Linked DNA regions of Muntiacus reevesi: region 1 is linked to region 2. The links are chromatin contacts, called in public Hi-C maps. All regions are on one chromosome and are shown on one strand. Each heading gives the region's core, a stretch centred on a gene start, on an enhancer-like site or on the middle of the called end of the contact. The rest is flanking DNA. Distances are from core to core; before and after follow the strand shown.

Evidence for each region. Hi-C and Micro-C count contacts between places; a contact is called where the count stands out from the background.
Region 1: a contact with region 2 is called in a Hi-C map of muscle, with 11 times the contacts expected there. The contact joins the promoter of VPS18 here to the promoter of KNL1 in region 2. A contact is called at or near these places in 2 of 3 Hi-C or Micro-C datasets (blood and muscle).

Annotation. Positions count from the first base shown.
Region 1 is chr7:35,271,920-35,274,652 of mMunRee1.1, forward strand. VPS18 (VPS18 core subunit of CORVET and HOPS complexes) reads left to right here and starts at 1,265. Exons shown (of 5, transcript XM_065941191.1): 1 at 1,265-1,680. The coding sequence starts at 1,590.
Region 2 is chr7:35,020,703-35,023,402 of mMunRee1.1, forward strand. KNL1 (kinetochore scaffold 1) reads left to right here and starts at 1,313. Exons shown (of 27, transcript XM_065940923.1): 1 at 1,313-1,751. It overlaps TRNAS-GCU (transfer RNA serine (anticodon GCU)), which reads right to left and starts at 1,152; the gene lies at 1,071-1,152.

The sequences.
Region 1 (2,733 bases), core at 15-2,514, 250 kb after region 2:
AAGTATTCTGGCCTGGAGAATTCCCTGGAAAGAGGAGACTGACAGGCTACAGTCCATGGGGTCACAAAGGGTAGGACAAGAGCGACTTTCACCTCACAATCAGCATTAACTACCTATTTATGGGCCCATCGCCCCTCTGGATTATGATCTTCCAGGACGGTTGTTATACTTATCTCTGTGACCCCAGCACCTAACTCAAGGCCAGGCAGAGAGTAAGTGTTCAACACGGAGGAGCCACTACAAACCAGAGAAGAGACTGGGCAGCACGTAGTTTCCTACTGGCCGAGCCACTAGCTCTGCCACTTTCTGGAAACTGGTGGGTCCCTGGTCGTGGGAGAAGAGAGGCCAGGACTGCTTGCCTGTGCCGTGTGAAGGCCGGATTTAGGTGGCGTTTAGGTTTAAGAAAGGAATGTTCTCCTGGGGACCTAGGATGTGTATTAGTCGCTTAGTCGTGTCCGACTCTTTGCAACCTCATGGACTGCAGCCCTCCAGGCTCCTCTGTCCATGGAATTCTCCAGGCAAGAGTACTGGAGTGGGTAATCTTTTCCTTCACTGGGGAGCTAGGGCAATGGACTATTTTTAAATGTGCGAGCGGGAGCTGACCAGAGAGGCTGAGTGGTCTTCTGCGGCAGGGAAGCTTGGGCGTGAAAAATGCTGGGGACCTTCTCAGAGGCTGAGGCTGGATTGCGCTGGGCGGGTCTGGGAAGGCGACTGAGAAAGCCAGGATTGCCTCCTGGTGTCAAAGTATAGAACTGCAATAGAGTCCAGGAGGGTGGAGCTTGTGTTCAGCGGGGCCCGTCCACCACCTAGGGGCTTCCTTGGTAGCTCAGTCGGTAAAGAAACTGCCTGCAGTGCAGGAGACCTGGGTTCAATTCCTGGGTCAAGAAGATTCCCTGGAGAAGGAAATGGCAACCCACTCTAGTATCCTTGCCTGGAGAACCCCATGGACAGAGGAGCCTGGCGGGCTACATACAGTCCATGGGGTCGCAAGAGTCGAACACCGTTTAGTGACTAAACCACCACCACCAGCTCCGACTCTCCCCAGCAGAGAACGGAGCACTCCGCTGGAGAGCCAGCTGGGCCATAGCCCGGCCTGTCCACCACCCGGCCCCGCCCCTACCACCCCGGCCCCGCCCCTACCACCCCGGCCCCGCCCACCGTAACCCTTTCCGCACCTCCCAAGGGCCGGCTCCGCGACGTTCCTGCGCCAGCAAACGTGGGCCTCTGAGAACCCGGAAGTTACGTTATAGGCGTGCGTCCCAGGGGCGGGAGTCAGCTGAGCTGCTCGGGCGAGGTTGGGATCACCTGAGATCGGCTAAGGGGAACCGGTGCTTTCTTGGGGGCGTGAGTTGGGTGTAGGACTGCGCCAGATTCAAGGAGGCGGGCTCCCCGATCTTCTCGCTCTATAAGGCGAGAGTGAAAAGATTCTCAGGATTGTAAAGAGGAGGAGTTGGCGGCCGCGGATTGCCAGGATCTGTCAGATTCCTGTCGAGGCTGGGGAGTCGCAGCTTCCAATCCGGGGAGACGGGGATCCCTGGGGGGGAGCCCTGTTGTAATCCCTGGGACGGAGGACCCAGAGGCCGGGCACCATGGCGTCTATCCTGGATGAATACGAGGACTCCCTGTCCCGTTCGACCGTCTTGCAGCCCGGCTGCCCCAGCGTGGGCATCCCCCACTCGGGTAAGGGAAGTGAGGGCGCCGCTGCACCTCTCGGCTCTCCAAGCATCTGCATGGAAGGAGCGGAGGGGTTGGCTCCAGGAGCTCGGGTTCACCTCTTGGACCTGCAGTCTGGATCTAGGCCCTTGGTTCTCCTCAGGTTCTCATGGCCTCCAGGCGGTGGATGGTCGAAGTTTGAAAGAGCAGCAAGCACAGCCGCGTAATCTAGGCCATGCCACTAGAGTCCTTCTAAGAGGGAACTGGGACTCAGATAAGGAAGTGACTTGCTTAGAGGGCAGCAGTTGGGAAAACTGAGAATAGGTTCAGATGAGAATAGGCTTCATCTCATTCAGTGTTTTTCCCATCAGTCCCCTTCTGGAGGTAAGAGGAAGAGAATGAGTAAAGAACTGGTGAAAGGGGAGTGTTGTAGGGGAAGGAGGGATGAGCCTAGAGGGAACTCTGTCACTGAACAGGGGAAGATGAAGTATCTTAAGCTTTTGGTAGAACTGTTTGCAGCTGGATGATGAGGGGGAGTTTTTGTAGAAAGTAGTACAGAGTTGGCAGAGGCATCTGAAGTGCTGGAATATTTTGAGTAGTGATAGAGAAATGAAAGTAAAGGCTAGAGAGAAAATACCAGCAGTTTGTTAACCAACTGATTGGAAGGGTTTCTCAGGGATCCCTCTGCCCTCATTCTTCTGTAGACTTATTGAGAGCATTATTGCATGGGCAGAGAGGAAGGAAGAAAGTGGAACTAGATAACTTTAGTTGAGCTGGGATTGCTTGGCCAGGGACTGATAAGGGAGAACACTCAAACTTTCCCTCATTACCACCAGGAGCAGGTACATAGTGGTTTAATAGCATCCCAAGGGTTCAAAGGATCAACCCCTTACTGCTTTCAGAGGTTTGAGAAGAGTCCAGAACCTATCATGTAGCCTAGGACTAATGTAGAGGTGGTTAGTAAAGTGCTTGATATATTGATATTTAAAGTGTCACTAACCAACATCCTGGGGTAGGAATATGTTGGGAAGGTGGAGAGGAGCAATCTGCCTCTTCTTGCCCTTCCTCTGTTTCATAGTT
Region 2 (2,700 bases), core at 63-2,562:
ATTTGGATTGATGTGGGAGGAGTCACTGGAGCCTGATTTCCACTCAGGACTGAAGCTATCTGCCCAGTGTCAGGTTCTGGGGTACCTTTTACTGCAGCGAGAGTGTGTAAACCGTGACCGCAAAGGACTGATGAGCGCTTTTTATTAATTTCCAGCACCATATATAGGGTGGTGGTTAAGGGCCACCAGAGTTTGAGACTTAAGTTAAATGCCTTTTCTGGAATTACAAAAGCTGTAGAACCTTGGACAAGTTTATCTTTCAGTGTCCTCATCTGTAAAATGGAGTAATAAACATGTCTATCGTGATCACAGGGTTATTGTGAATTAAAGTGCTGTAATTCATTGTGGTGCCTGTAGATAAATACTGGATAAATGACGGTTGTTAAATGTGAGTTGAAAGACTCTGCCTGATGACTTTTCAGGAGAATCTTTATTCTTTTTCTATTCCCTCTCTGCTTAAATCCAAGAGAAGAATTAAAACTTTCTTCTCTGGGAAGGCAGCTATGTCTTCACCTCTCTGTCTTCTAGATAACTACCAAGTTTCCAAGTGCTGTCAACATCTTTTTTGAACGTTGAGTACTTTTCTTGAGCACCTGCAGCCCGCTGGGGACTGAAAGAGAACTCAACGGTAGCTTTTGAATAAAATCTTATACTTCATAGTAACGACAGGTATGAAAAACGCTGGGGTCAGAGTCCACAATAACGGAAGTTCCTCAATCAGGAACTGGGTTAATTAATACTGAGCAGACCACCACTGGAACATATATAAATAGCTAAAATCGTGGAATTCTATGTACTGTTTTTTGCTACATTAAAAATACACTAAATGCATTATTTAATTAAATTCTGATTCCCAGAAAATGTCTCTTTTCCTCCTTTTTCTTTCTACGTGAGGTAAGAATGCGCCAAAAGCCGTCTTTCAAGAGTCAAACCGGAGGTTTCAAAGTCGACTAGTAAATCACACTTGCAATGAATAATCAATCACCTCTTTCCATTCCGCAAGGAAATTTACCGCCATCGGTTCAGGAACAATCAGTGACCAAAAAAAAACCACCAAAAAAACCTACACTCGACGAGGATGGGATTCGAACCCACGCGTGCAGAGCACAATGGATTAGCAGTCCATCGCCTTAACCACTCGGCCACCTCGTCCCAGAAGCCTATTCCTTCCTGGTAGCTATAGGGAGTAAAACTAGGGGGATGTGACGCAATGCTATGGGAGCCGCCATTTTGTACGGAAGCAAAGCTCCGATCTTTTTACAGCAAGAAATAAAAAGAAGATGGCTGCTCCCATGCAGTGAGGAATCTGCAGTGGGGAGAAATAAAGGAAAATTCCGTAGAAAATGAGATAACCTTGAAAGAAATAAAATTGGCATATAAACTGGGAAAAAACTTTGATTGAAGAAATCTTAGCGAGGGTCTGCAGCCTAAGGGGCGGGGCCGACGCGTTGAGCGGCTTTGCGCCTGCGCTTCAGCTAGGCGGTTAGATTTGAATGCTTTACTGAGGTCCTCTAGGCGTTATGAGCAGACGTGAAGGGGTGGGGGTGAGCTATCTGAGAAGCGTGCGGACCACAAACAAGTCTGAGGAGAATTTGTGAAGCGGTTGGGGCTTCACAAATGAAGCGGCGGGTAACTTTCGTCCTGGTCTTCGCCCGCGGGATTTAGGTTTTGTTAGAGCGGATTGAAGGCCTCACGCTGGGAGGAGAGGGACGCGCCTACAGCCAGACTGCCTCGGAACTCTCTGGGCTCAGGTACGGACGCTTCTATCCCGGTGCAGGACTCGCTCTTTTTTCACCTCGGCCTACACTTGGGCCACCTCTCGCCCCCCTAGCAGTCTCCATCCACACCTGGACCCCACGAGCGGCCCTGGGTCGCTGGCCCGCGGCTGTCTCCGCGTCCCGCCCCGCCATCTTCTGTCAGGGCTCCAGGACTGTCCCTAGCACCTACCTCCTTCTTCCCTTCTTTGGGGAACTCACGGGTGTTTGCATTTCTTCTTACTCAGTCTTTTCTTAGCTATAAATGAAGTGACAGAAATGTGATTTTGAACTCTCGGTTTATGGTTTATTTACAGTGTCTGATCCGAGTGCTAACGGCACTGAGCAGATTTTGAGTTTTTTGCAGATGTAATAACATAAATAAAGCCAGTATTGGTACGCCACAAAGAAGTTTTTAAAAAAATCCTCGGTGCATTATTAAGCCAGAGTTAAGAAATCTTTTCTTGCTGTTTGTCTCAATAGTAGAGTTTAAGAAAAAAGTTCTAAAAATATATGTTTTGTCGATTGGATTCTTAAAGATAGTTTTATAGAGATATGACAGAGAAGACCAAAGCAGAGCTTACTTTAGGTATTAAGATTGAAGTTTTCAGTTGAATTGGATCAGTCGAATTCCTCAGATCTGTATTGGATTCCTTGTTGTCTTGTGCGCGGGTTGGGAGGAGATGATTCAGTCCCTCATCTAGAATTTACAGTCCAGAACGGGAAGGAATTAATATACACAGATAACTGTAAAGCAAAACACTGTAAAGGATTACAGGACATTCTAAAGGAATGTGGGGACCAGACCAGCTTATTTGGTGCTTTTCGGCAATGGAGACAGAGGAGGCTTCTTGGAGAAAGTGGTATTTGAGGTGGAACTTGAAGGAAAGAATGATTTGAGATGAGAAGTTAATGTACCGTAAAGGTTGGATTCCAAGTGGTATGA